Regions from separate parts of the Sminthopsis crassicaudata genome. Here region 1 is linked to region 2. Evidence: chromatin contacts called from public Hi-C data. All regions are on one chromosome and are shown on one strand. Each heading gives the region's core, a stretch centred on a gene start, on an enhancer-like site or on the middle of the called end of the contact. The rest is flanking DNA. Distances are from core to core; before and after follow the strand shown.

What was found. Hi-C and Micro-C count contacts between places; a contact is called where the count stands out from the background.
Region 1: a contact with region 2 is called in a Hi-C map of hippocampus, with 2.3 times the contacts expected there. The contact joins the promoter of YWHAZ here to the promoter of ZNF706 in region 2. A contact is called at or near these places in 2 of 2 Hi-C or Micro-C datasets (fibroblasts and hippocampus).

Annotation. Positions count from the first base shown.
Region 1 is chr1:140,297,322-140,304,420 of ASM4859323v1, reverse strand. YWHAZ (tyrosine 3-monooxygenase/tryptophan 5-monooxygenase activation protein zeta) reads right to left here and starts at 4,983. Exons shown (of 6, transcript XM_074268028.1): 1 at 4,714-4,983; 2 at 517-821. The coding sequence starts at 810. LOC141543147 (a long non-coding RNA gene) reads left to right here and starts at 4,636. Exons shown (of 2, transcript XR_012482353.1): 1 at 4,636-4,766; 2 at 5,643-5,968.
Region 2 is chr1:139,938,947-139,945,363 of ASM4859323v1, reverse strand. ZNF706 (zinc finger protein 706) reads right to left here and starts at 2,338. Exons shown (of 4, transcript XR_012482339.1): 1 at 2,290-2,338.

The DNA.
Region 1 (7,099 bases), core at 3,734-6,233, 360 kb before region 2:
TTTTCTGCTAGGCTGACTCATTTTATGAACATTACATCACCTAATCCAGGGAGGGGTACTACCATCCATAATGAGACTCCTATTATAAGCCTCTTATATAAAAAAGCACAATATACAAGAATTCTAATATCTCTCTCTCTCTCACACACACACCCCTTTCTCCCTCTCAAACACACCCACACAAACACTTAAGGAAAAACAGGTATACAGAGCTCCTAAAGTCCCATTACTTTATCTATAACTAAATATGACTTTTATCTTCTGTCCCAGATACAAAATGACACAGGTAGGATAAGTTCTGAGACAAGCTACAAAACTTTAGATTTTCTTTTTAAGTAAAGATATCCTTGCTCCCTTTCTCTTCTATTTCTCTCCTCCATTACTGATACGGAGGGACACATTTCATAAAAATAGATCTTGTTCAATTTTATAGAAAACTCAGAAGGTGGAGAATCAGGCTTATAGCTGATGTACTCTACAACAGAGAAGCTATATTGAGTATTTATTGATTCTCACCAGTACATCGTTGCAGATATCTCTTAGTTCGGTCTCAATTTTCTCTCTGTATTCTCGGGCCATCTGCTGTTTTTTCTCAGCACCTTCCGTCTTTTGCTCAATACTTGAAACAACCCTCCAAGATGACCTTCGGGCCCCTACGACATTTTTGTAAGCAACAGACAGAAGATTCCTCTCCTCATTGGATAATTCAGCTCCTTGCTCAGTTACAGACTTCATGCAGGCTGCCATGTCATCATATCTCTCAGCCTGCTCAGCCAATTTGGCCTTCTGCACCAGCTCATTTTTATCCATGACTGAATGTTCTGAAGGAAAAAAAAAAAAAAAAAAAAAAAAAAGGCATTATTTAAAGACAAATTCTAACACAGGATGACCAGAATCAACATGGTTAACAGACCAATTTATCCAGACATATTCAAATTCCAGATATTCTAAAAAGCCTCAGAAGTTCATCAATAAAAATGTTGTAACACTATCTTAGCTTAGAAACTGAACTATCTTTCCAAAGTCAGATGTTCAAAATTGCAGTTTCCAACCACCTTATCAAAGAAACAAAATTTAGCAGTTTTCTAATTGTTAATGGGATATCTCAGATTATATACTGGTCACACTTTTTGATTAAAAAAATTTCATTGAATCTTTCCAAAAATACATGCCACTTTTACAACATTCACAGCTAAATTATACAAGTTGTTTTTGTTTACATTTATGAGTCTTGTTTCATTAAAAAATATTTTGGACCAGTTTTGCTTATCTGGTTTGTGCTTTACTAAAATTTCTTACAGAATGACCAATTTACTTTTTTGGATCACCTTCAATATGTAACAACCATTAGTGACAGCAATGTGTACACAGCCAGTGTATGAAAAACACTTTATAGTTTTTAAATTTATTTTTTTCTTCCCTTTTCTAATCCTACATCTCCCTTGATTCCTAGGTTTACCTTTTGATAATTTTAAAAGTACTAAATATTCCAAATTGATAAAAGAAAAAAATAAGCAGTAAAAATCATCTTGAATTAGTTTGAATTAAGGACATTATATTTATAAGTGAAAATAAATTCTGTCACCATGGAATTAGAATCAAGTTATCCCTCTCCTATTTACAATCATGTAACTCCCCAAATATCAATTGTTTACACCCATACAAATGGGTTTTTCAGTCTTCGAGTGGACGCACACCTACCAAAACCTGTTAGGTATATTTAAAGTGCCTACATTTAACTAGATGTAGTTTCAGCTTCTCTTCATTTTCAAACATAACATTTTCTAGAAGCCTAATTTAACCACTTTTTAAGGTGTTATATTAACCATCAAAACATGCACGTTCAAAACTAGCTACAGAATAGAGGGGGGGGGTTGGTTTGGGGACTATGCTCCATTTCTTAGATCCAACGGAAGTGGAGGTTCTTCTCGAAATAAAATGGTGCTTGAGGCACTGCCTCACCCCTCAACTCAGGACAGAACAAGGGTTAAAAACAAGCCCAGAGCCGTCAGAGGGGCCCGAAGTTGAGCCCTCTCCCATCCTCCTCAGGCCGGAGGCTCCTCCTGACTCCTCCCAAGCTAGCAGCACTAGTCTCTTCTCCACCTCTCTTTGTCATGGCGGATCTGTGTCACCGAGCCCAACCCACGACTAGGAGCGTTAATTCCCCCTCCAACCAGAGCGAGAGGGAGGAGCTGCCCGCGCCCCCGCCCGAGGGGGAGGGGGCGCCACTCAGGCCCGCGGGACGGCGCAGCAGCAGCGTCCGCCCCGGCGAAGCGGAACCACTACGAGCCCGGTAATGGACACACCCCACGGGGAGCGATATCCGCCGAGGCCGCCCGTCCTCGCACGGTCCCATTTACCGAGGCTCTAAGGATACAACAGCTGCAGCAGGTGGGGGGAGAAGGCAGAGGAACCACGCCCAGGCAGGCAAAGTGCCAGAGCTTCCCCAGGAACCCCCGAAAGCGATTTAGTCCGGCCCCGGAAAATCAGGGCAGAGGTCTAAGGGGGGGACTTTAGCGCCCCTTCTGCCGCCCCCATGCGGGGGCCGAGCCTCACGCCCAGTCCCAGCTCTACCTGACCTCCCCACCCCCACCCCATCTTCCCCGTTCATTCACCAGCGCCTTAATAAGGCCAAAAAAACAAAACCAAAAAACAAAAAAAAACACCCTTTCTATTCCACCCCTCCTCCCCGGGAAATTGCTCGGCTTTTCTCCTCCCACGGCTTTAACCTAGGCGATTCAGCTCCACTACAAGACGAGCATGCCCCACCCCAGAACCCTCACTCTCAGTGGGCGGTAGCACCCCCACACACACACACCCAACTGGGGGCAAGCCGCATTCTAGGCCTCGGCCAAGGAGGGTGACCTCGCCCCGAAACTACCTGCCGGACAGCTCAGAGCAGGCCCGGAGGGGGTGCGGATCTGCCCCAGTGGTCTCCTCCCTGCAGTCCAGCGGGGCCACTGGCCCCTCCGGGAGTGGGGGGGAGGGCAGGCTGGGTCCCCCTCCCGCCGCCGCAGCGCCCGCCCGCGAGCAGAGCGAGCCTGCGCCTCCGAGAGCGAGGGCGGGAGGGGGGGAGGGAGTGGTTCGGGGGAGAGGGAGGAGGGTGGAGAAGAGGGGAGGGGGCGGCCTCACCTGCGCCGCCGCCGCGGCTACTGCAATGCCCGCAGCGGCGGAATAATTATCTCGGGAGGCAGGCGAAGAGAGGGGGAGGCAGAGATGGGGCAGGAACAAGGGAGATTCTTTCATTTCCCCCCCTTTTTTTCCGGAGTGTAGGAGGGTAGGACACGGGGCCACCCCCGCAGCCCGCTCCTCTGCCAGCGCCTCGAGGACGGATGCCTATCCCCGGGGATCTCCGCGGTGGGCGCGGTTTTTTTTTTTCGGTGGGTGAAGGGGGGAGGGGAGCGAATAGGGGGGAGATCTGGGGCCGAGTCGTTGAAAAACTGTTGCTCCCGAAATCAATAGCCGGAGGCATTAGCAAGCGCGGCCCGACTCCAGCGGAAGGGAAGCCGCCGCCCCATCTCCGCCTGAGGAGACTCCGCCTCAGCCTAGCGCCGCTACCGCCCGGCCAGGCGGCCAGCCTGGGGACGAGGGAGGGGGCGGCCGTAAGAGAGGGAGATTTCTTCCCCCAACTCGCTTCTACCCCTTCCAAGGTGGGGCTAAGAAAGGGAAAGGGCCGGGGTACGGCGGCACCATCGCTTACCTGTGCCCGGAGTGAGTGGCGGCGGCGGACGGACGGACGGGGGGTTCAGCGGTCTCTGGGCGGCGGCAGTGGCAGCGGCGGGGCTGAGACTCTGTCCCTATATCTCTCAGCTCACAGGCTCCAGCCGCTCCGCAGACACGGGGTTTCCTCCAATCACCAGCTCCGGCAGCAGGGGCTCCACACGCACGATGACGTCAAACGCTGCTATGGCAACCGCTGATTGGTGCCCACCGCTCCAGGGCCCAAGCGCAACCGCCGCTCCCCGGCGCGCGCGCGCGAGGAAAAAGAGCGAACGAGCGGAGCTGGGGAACGCGCGCGACCCAACTTTTACCCAGCCCCCACCCCTTTCCGCCTTCCTTCCTCCCCAATCCCAGTCCCGAGAGCGCCTGCGCGGGGCGCAATACCCTCCCTTCTCCACTTCTCCCACCGCAACCCAACCTCCCTACCCTTTCCTCCTCCGCCCCCACCGCCTCTGAAACTCCTCCTTCCACCCCACTAGAGGGAAGAACTGCCGCCCCACCTTAGCCTTTCGCTAGGTCCCTCAGCGCCTGCGCTAGACACTCCCTCTGGCTGAGGCAGCGGTTCAGCAACATCCGGGGCCTTTCAAACTCTCCCTTTCCCCCCCTCCCACTTCCCTCTCCCTTTCCCCCCCCCTCCCCACCCACCCCCCTACCCTCCTCGCCCCCCGCCCTTTGCCGCAGTTACTGCCCCCAGGGCTGGGTCTAGCGACCGGATTGTGTGAACTGCCCCTCAGCTCCTGCATTGTGATCGATCTGGGGTGGGGCTGGGGGTAGGGTGGGGGGGCCCCCGCCGGAACGGTCGGGGGGAGGGGTGGGGGAAGGGCAGGAGAGTTGCCTCGCCCCTCCCCCTATGCTGTCTACGGGGCGGGGCTGGCCTGACTGGGAGGGGGCGGGGGCGGGGTAGGCCGGGGTAGACATCTCTCCCCTCCATTTCACCCCCTCCAGATTCTCTCTTCTTCTCCCCTCCCCCCTTACCCACCGGCGCCGCTTTACCTGGTCGGCTTGGGGAAAGCAGCCTTGTGACCTTTTAAGGCTCGGAAAAGAAAGTAAGGAGTCCAACCCTCTGAGTGAGGGTTGAGTGACGGGGAAGTTTTCCAATCCGGAGTTCGGGATCTGGGAGGATTGACGACTTAGAGAGGATCACAGGGGTGGGTCCTAAGTTTAGGTGGAGAGGAGGAAGAAGAGGAAGGGGTGGGAGGTAGTAGATGAAGCCAAGGAAGTACTCCTCGCGCTCGAAGGACGAGAAAGAGCGCTTCTGCATTCAAAAAGGCCCAAATGTACTGATCTGGAAAGCAGAGGCTTCGTTAGGGAGTGGTCATGGCCGGGCGTTTTGAGGACATTTGAGAAGTCATTGATAGGAAAAACCAAGTGAGCTTGGAAGAAAAGTATCTTCTTGTAGGTTGTCCTAGAGCATAGTATATCGCTGCCCCTTTATTGTAAATGAGGCTTTTACGTTTCTCTCCCCGTTAGGTCTGGGTGCAGGGATTTAAAATGCAAGCGGCATCAATGCGCGAATAGTTTAGGCTCACACTTATGGTGTTCTCCGATCCCGTAGAGGCCCCGGGAAATACTGATGGATGGTTCCGAGGAAAAGGGCAGCTGGTGGGAGGAAGTGCTACAAACATGCCAGCCTGAGCTACTAAGCCTATCCGAACTACAGCAGAACGCTTAGGGAATTTAACGTCATGTGCTGGGCATGAAATCGGATTCTTATTTCTTTACGTTTAAATACAATAAATGGATTCCTAGGGGGAAGAAACAGCCTTGGACAACTGTCTCAGAATGGTCTAGAATCTTTAACCAAGAGTCCAAAGATAGTTGATGAAAGTCTCAGATTTTACTTTCAGTCTAAATGTCTGCCTTCATAGACTTGTTACATCTATTTTGACATTATGTAATACCGTGTCCATCCTTTTCTACAGGTACCGGTCACAGTTTTCTGCGCCCACCAAGCAGTCCTGGAAACTCCCCCGGGACCATTTGTCCGATTTACAGTTAGTATTAGAATGTACCAGTCAAAAACAAGCACGGATAAGTCCATTTTAGTGAGATTTTTTTCTTTTCCCGAGGTCAGGGTTCATCTTGTAGGACGTTTAAATCACCCATAACAACGAATTGAATTCTAAAAGAATGACTCATTCACAATGAATGTTTTTAAAAAGGTTTAAATTATCTCTTAAAAAGTGAGTAAATTGTTTCTAGGTCCTAGAAATTTGACAAAGAATATTAAAGTTATATCATCTTTTAATGAAATGCTTTCAAATCTATATACAAAAAATGAACTGTTTTTAAAAGGATACCCATATATTGAACTTAATTTTCAGACGAGCTGAAGTGTATTCAGCTAGGTGGATTGATTTAACAATCAAAATATTAAGCACTTGCAGTTTGCAAGATAATATAAGTATTGTGGAGGTAAGACACAATCTCAATAAAAATGTATTATGTGCTTATTCTGGACCCAGCACTGCCTTAAGCACTGGAGATTGGGGGGGTGGGGGTGGGGAGGGGGCTGGGGGAAAAAGGTAAAAGGCAATTCCTGCCCTCAAAGAGTTTTCAATTAGTGGAGGAAACTACCAGGCAAAAGCACGTTATGTGCAGGATAAGTAAGAAATAATTAACAGAGGAAGGTACCATAATTAAAAAGGGTAGGGTATGGTTTTCTGTAGAGTGTCATTCATGGAATTGCCTGGAAGCCAGTGCCTCTGGATTGAAGACTTCATGTCCAGGAGTAAAGTGTAGGAAGAAAGGTCGGAGGAAAGGGGATTAAGTTAAGAATGGCTTTGGTTATTAAACAGTAAATTTAGGGTTTGATCCTAAAGATAATAGGAAACTACTGGAATTTAGTAAGGGGGAAGTGGGGAAAGGTTACATGGAGGAACCTGTGCTTTAGAAAATAAAGATCATTGCTACCTTCAAGAAGCTTGTTATATTTTTATGGGGAAAGTAAAGATATATGGTAGATGTGACATTTAACAATACTTCAAGATGAGATATCTATTAAATAACAGGCAGATTTTAGGGGTCTAAATAGGAACATAAGTAGCTTAAGTCACTGGTAACAGGTGAGGTTTCACACTGTAGAAAAGTCGTTTATATCTACATTTCAGGTGGAAGAATAAGAGGAAAACATGCCTTGGAAAAAAACCAAATTGATGTTTAGTTGGGCCAATGAAGAGATTTGTAAAATCGTTTTAACTTCTGTGTTTTACTTTGTTCACCTATAAAACTTGTATATCCCTGTTTTATCTCACAATGATAAGATGAAATAAGCAAATACATTTTAAAGGGCTTTCAGAGGTAGAATTTTACTGCAGAAATAAAGCTGCTTATTAGTGCCCTTAGCAAGACCCATATATCCCTCATATCTCTCATAAAT
Region 2 (6,417 bases), core at 1,089-3,588:
CGGCTTTTGCCTAACAACTATCTAAGGGGATTAAGGGGGTGGGTGGCTGCTAAGCCTGCTTGGGAGAGGAGTTTCTCAGTCTGTGGGGCGGCCCTAGCAGGGCAGTTCAGTGTAGAGGTTGAGACTGGTTGGTGGCCGGGCATGAGGGGAGGCCCGCTCCCCGAGCTCAGTCGCCAGACTTGGACCAGACTGATGGGAGCCCCGGCCTGGGATGACCTCTAAGAGGGACCCGGCAGCCTTTGTTCTCTCACAGCCTTCAGTTTACCTCACGCCACCCCCACCCCCACCCCTCCAAATCACAGAGCCCAAGCCCAGTCCTTCTGCCCCCAAGGTTTGGGGAGGGGGAACCGGGGGTCTCCGGGTCTCCTATGGTCAAAGTTAAAGGGCGCTGGAAAATCCTGTCTCCTCCCAGAAAAAAAGAACTAAATCTTAAGCCAGCTAAATGTGCTCACCTTTTGTGCTGAAGAATTGGGTTTTAACGGTCCTCGTTTAGACCCATCCACAGCTAACTCAATGTATCTGTGCTTGGGGGAAGGATCTGTTTGTAGAAGAGTCTTTCTTGGTGACAATTCGCAAATAGCTTTTACCTGCTAGTTCAATTCCAGCCTCTACCCACTCTTTATTAAAACTACAGTTAGTGAGCTGTATGGAAGGTGAATGTTTTTACCTCTGGATCATTCCCCACCCAGCCCTCCTACCCCCTACCATCACTACTACCCACACCGATTTATTTCCAGGCCTGTAAGTTTCACATTACTCTTCTTAACGCATTTTCCTTCACAGCCAAACTGGTTTACTTGCTATTCTTCATTCGAAGTATTCCACCTCTTCTATTTTGCACAGACAATGCTTCCTTCCACTCACATCCACTTCATTAGACTGTGAGCACCTTGAGAACAGGGACTGATTTTTAGCTTTCTTGGTAAAAACCAATGCTTAGCACAGTGCCTCATAGTAGACGCTTAATAAACGCTGGTCGACAAGACTAAATGATGTCATTGAATCCCTACCTCCCTTTAAAACTCTCGGCTCAAGGCCACCTCTTACTTTAAGCCTTTCCTACCTTGAGGTAGTAGCCTACTCCCCACCACCGGCCCACCTATTCAAGTTTGATATTTATAATATTTTGTATCTATTTATATAATGTTAGTGTTGTCCCTCCCAAAATGGAAACTATTTTGAGGGAGGGGCTTTTTTTTTTTTTTAATCGTTTTGGTCTTTTGCTTCCCCAGATCATACACAGCATCTGTCACATAATAAAACTTAATAAATTTGTTGATTTTGTTTTGAGATACAGGGGTTATAAAATTGGTTAAATTCATCTGGTAAGAACTCAGGATATTGGCATATGTGGTGAAACATCTTTATAGACTATCTGATGGATTGCTAAAACATCTATTTAGCTTCCATACAAGAAGCTAAAATTTCATATAAGAATTTACAGTCAAGTTATTCTTTGAACAATTTTATCATGTCTGTTAGTATTTTAAGTATCTTTAGACTACAAATGAAGAACCAAATCAATATATGTAATGTACAGAATTATAGAAGTCAGAAATTTAAGATAAGATTTCAATGCAATGATATTTTTAAATTAGCCCAAATCTCTTGGTTGCTTTGGTGACAGCTGCACAATAGTTGTGAGGAAGGAGGATGAATGGGGGTCTAAAATATGAGCATGATCTACAGCATATAACAGTAGTTATGAGCAACAACTGGCCTCCTAAACAAGATAAACAATATAAGACTATGCAGTAATTAGAAGGATACTTCTTAAATCTGATTAAGTACTGTGTTCAATTCAATCAAATAAATATTAATCATCTACTGGTATATGAGGCATTCCTGTTACATTGTTATCTACAGCCCAGAATATGCCAAAGTATATACCTAGTTATGTATATATTATATATACATCCATATGTACACTATATGTACACATATGCATATTTATATATGTTAATATTTTGAACATAATCATTAACAGCTCAGTAATCAACATATTTTTCAGATAATCCTGTATTATTAAGAATCATGTCACTATTTAAATTTTAAATGTAACCTTAGACATAATTATATTGAGAGATCTGTGGCTAATTGAGCACATTTTCTATAAAGTCCAAGTCTCTATTTCCTACAAAGTAAAAGCTTATTTCAGATCTTCAAAGTCTTCTGAACTATTTGGAAGAAAGGTGAATGCACACACACATACTGGAAGAAAGATGAAAACATACTCACATACATACATATGTATGTATGTGTATATATGTATCCAAACACTATCAGTACCTTATAAGATTCCTTGTATTTAAGACCCTTTCCATTCCAAGTTAGGATATAATCTCAGGCTGCTGCTTATTTGCTTTTCCTCTTCTATGCCAACTGATCTATAACTGCCATAGAACACTCACAGTCCAGCATTCCACACCTTGGGGCCTTCTCAGAAACATTAGCCTTCCAGAAGTATTCCACTTGCATTGCTATTCTTTTGGACTTTTTCATTATTTTTCTTTTTTTGGTCATTCTTATGTCAAGAGAAGAAAACAAGTATATGATGATTTTTTGAGTTCCAAAGGAGTCACTTCAAAAAATGAATTAGGACTGCCTGGACCCTAGAACCAAGAAATCATCCTAGAAGAAATCATACTAGCTTTAATTAATTGTCTATGTATTATTTTTTTCTATGTGTCTTTTGGGGAGAGGAGACTTGAAGCAATTAGGATTACTTGACTTGCCCAGGGTCATACAGCTAGGGGCAAGTGTCTAAGAATGTATTAGAACTCAGGACCTCCTGACTTCAGAATCATTGCTCTATGTACTGTATCACCTACCTGCCTCTTTATCTATTAATTCTTGATTTTTATCTTGCTACTAAGTGCATTGGTGCTAAAAGCACAATATTGATACCAAATTGCATGTAATTTAGTATTTCAAAAATTATCTCCCCAATTTTATATTGGATCTCCCAAATTATTCAGATGCATTACTTTTACATATACTTAATCATAGCAACTGCTTTGATCTCTGTGGACCCAATTTTATATTTATAAAGAAAGACAAGCTCATTCTAATGGGGAGGCAATATGCAAATAACTATTTCCAATAAAAGATATATAAAGGGCAAATTGGAAATTATGTCAGAGGGAGGTAATCTCCGCTAGTAATCTTTACTTTGAGGACTTTGATAATGGTAAGCTTTTAGCTGAGATAATTCAGGGAAGTTATGAGACAAAGAAAGATAGAGTGTAATTCAGGCATGTGGACAGCAACCAGTAAAAATGCACAGGAATTGAGAAATTTAATAATGTCTTGGGAGAACAAGACCAGTTTCATTGATGTTTTAGAATGGATTCTTGTTCAGGTACAGATGCTAACTGCAGAGGTCCCTTTCATCTCTAAGACTGTAATTCTAAGGTTAATTAAGTACTGATTATATTATTAGAGATCAGAAGAATTTTTGTTTCAAAAGAATTCAAAGTGAATTCCAGGGCTCTCCTTTAGGCATATTCAGTAATAAATGATAAAAGTCAAGAAAATGCAACAAAAACTTTTACAAAAATTTTCTGAAATGAGACATTATTTACATGCAAAATGAAAAAAAGGAACTAATATAGTTGGGAAATCATAAAGATATAAGATTAAAAGGAAGACCTTAATTAGAGAAAAATACTTTGTTAATATTTAATCTACATAAAGTTTGTACTGTCTAAAAAATAAGACCCTGAAGACAATCCCTCTTTCCTATTTTCTTTAGGTGAGTAGCTAACCCCTCAATGAGTCAATGTCCTATAGATGAATCTGTTACCTTCACTTTGTTTCAAGATCATAGACTTTATTCGTAACCATGTCCAGCTTTCTCACAAATACATGTTTTGAAAGACAGGAGAATCCAATGTCCAATAATCCACTGATCAATGAAAATCTATGATATTGCTAGATAAGCAATTCAGAGCTTATGCCCAAATCAGTAGCATTAGAATCAAATCACTTTAATGGATGCAAAATACTTTGTCAACTTAGAAGTTTTATATAAATAATGCTTAATGAATGTCATTTTTGAACTTTTGGAACTAAATTCCAGATTTTAAGGTAATATCAATAAATTATAAATGTCTTTTGTTTTTATAAGTGATATTTCAAAAGCTAAAATGTTTTTGTTTTATTTTTTTAAAGGCTCATATGTGAACATATAGTTGTTTTTTTGGGGGGGTTTTTGGAATTTTTTTTAACACTAGATACATTTAAGGATTGCTCTTTGACTTCAAAGGATTCTCCACTATTTCTATCTACCTTTCTTTGCGTCTTAGACTCTAAGGCCTCAGTTTCTTCTTTTGTAAAATGAGGATTTATATTAGGTACTCTGAAAGGTCCCTTTCAAATCTTGATAATGTTATAAATTTAGTTATTATTGTTATCTTCATATACAAAGAAAAACAACTCATTTTCCTTTTAGGCATGAAAATTATGCTGAATTGAATTTCTTATAAAAAGATGAGATATATGTTATCTAATTCCCTTCCCTCCAATATTACATAACAGCATTCCAAAAGATAAATTGGTTGTTTTTTTTTTTAATTTAGAACTGAAATTATTTTTTTCCACTCATAGAATAATTAATTCATAATACTTCTATAATAGCAAGGTTTCCAACGCAGTACCCAAAGACATTATACTGGAAAGCAACCCCTTCTTGAAGATCTCTAAGATGGGGGAAGTAAAGACCTTCTATTTCCACTTTTGGGTAGCTCCAATTGTTAGAAATTATGTCTTTTTTGCAACTTCCCCCCATTGTTATTGGTCCTACCCTGTGGGGCCAAACAGAATGAGTGCAATATTTCCTATCTGTCTTATCTACCATCCATCCATCCATTCATCCATTTATCTCTCATCTACAAGCATTGAATATTTCCATTACTATGGTGTTGCTACTTTGATTCTTCTGAGCTAGATACCACAGTTTCTTCAACTGACCTTCATGATGAAGAACTCAAGGCCCTTTCATAATCTTCCAATATCTTCCTCTGGGCACACTCTAACTTATTTATCCTTTCTAAACTATGGCACTCAGGACTTGAAAACAGCATTCCAGATTCATGGTAGAGTATTATATAACTATCACCTCCTTATTCCTGAGTTTCCTCTCACTGAGGTTTAAGATTGGATCATCTTTTGTTGTTGTTGTTGTTTGTTTGTTTTGTTTTGTTTTGGGTTTGTTTTTGTTATTGTTTTTGTAGGCCCTTCCTGGTGTGATTCTGTGATCCTTCCAACTCTGAATTGAATTAGAATTAGTTTCTATCTTAAACCTTTACCTTAATTCTCCTATGTGATATAGGAAATACAGCAAATAAGATGAGTTTCTAAATGCCAAAAATATTTATCTTATTTTGTTGATATTTAAAGTATTTATAAAGGAAGGCTGGTTTGGGTCAAGTGAAGCACCTACTATATGTCAGGCATTGCACTAAGTGTTGAGGGATTACAAGAGTTCCTGTTACCAAGGAGCTTAGAATTTAATAATAAACAATATAAACAAAAAATAATTCATTTGAGTCACATGTCAAAATTAATTCAACATGGTCATTATGATGTTTGTTTAAACATACCTGACATAGCTAAATTCAGAGTAGGACTATGTGTCAGCCTTCCTATGCAATAAGGATAGTACTGACCTATCTCTGCAGGGTGTATGCTTTCAGTTGTTTCCCCACTAATGGATTTGACATTCTTTTATTCCTGATTCCTCTTGTAACTGGTTTAAATGTATTGTCTCACCATGTTTAGAGCATAGCTGATAGTTCACACAGAGATTATAATCCAGACCAAGACTTCATTAATACCATACTTTAACTAGTAGGTTTATGTGGACTTTATTATAGAATCATACATTTTGAAGATAAAAGGGTTTTGGAGGATATTTAAACCAAACCCCTCATTTTACACATGAAGAAATTGAGACTCAGAGTTTTAATGATTTGCCCAAGAGTCAGCATTCAAATCCAAAGCCTTTTACCCTAAAACTTGTAGTCTTTCCACTGCATAGAACTGCCTCTTATAATCAGTAGAACTGGTTCAAGGATCTAAATTTTTGGTTCTATTTCTATAGCCTGGGCAAACTTCATTATCTTTGTTCCATCAATTTAGTGGTGATTATATTTCCATATTTATATAAGTCTAATATTAAGAACTGAAACTAGATAAGTGAGTTTTTTCCTATAAGTAATTTTCATTATTAAAAATACAAAGTTTGTTTTTTTGCAAAAAGAATATTATGCAACATAAAGAGAATTCTTATTATTGACTATAAACCCCAATGTAACTATCTTAGAAAAGGATTTAAGACCCTTTATGTTTTTTGTACTTTTCAAATGGGAGGGTGTCATTTTTTTTTTTTTTTTTTGCTGAGGCAATTGGGGTTAA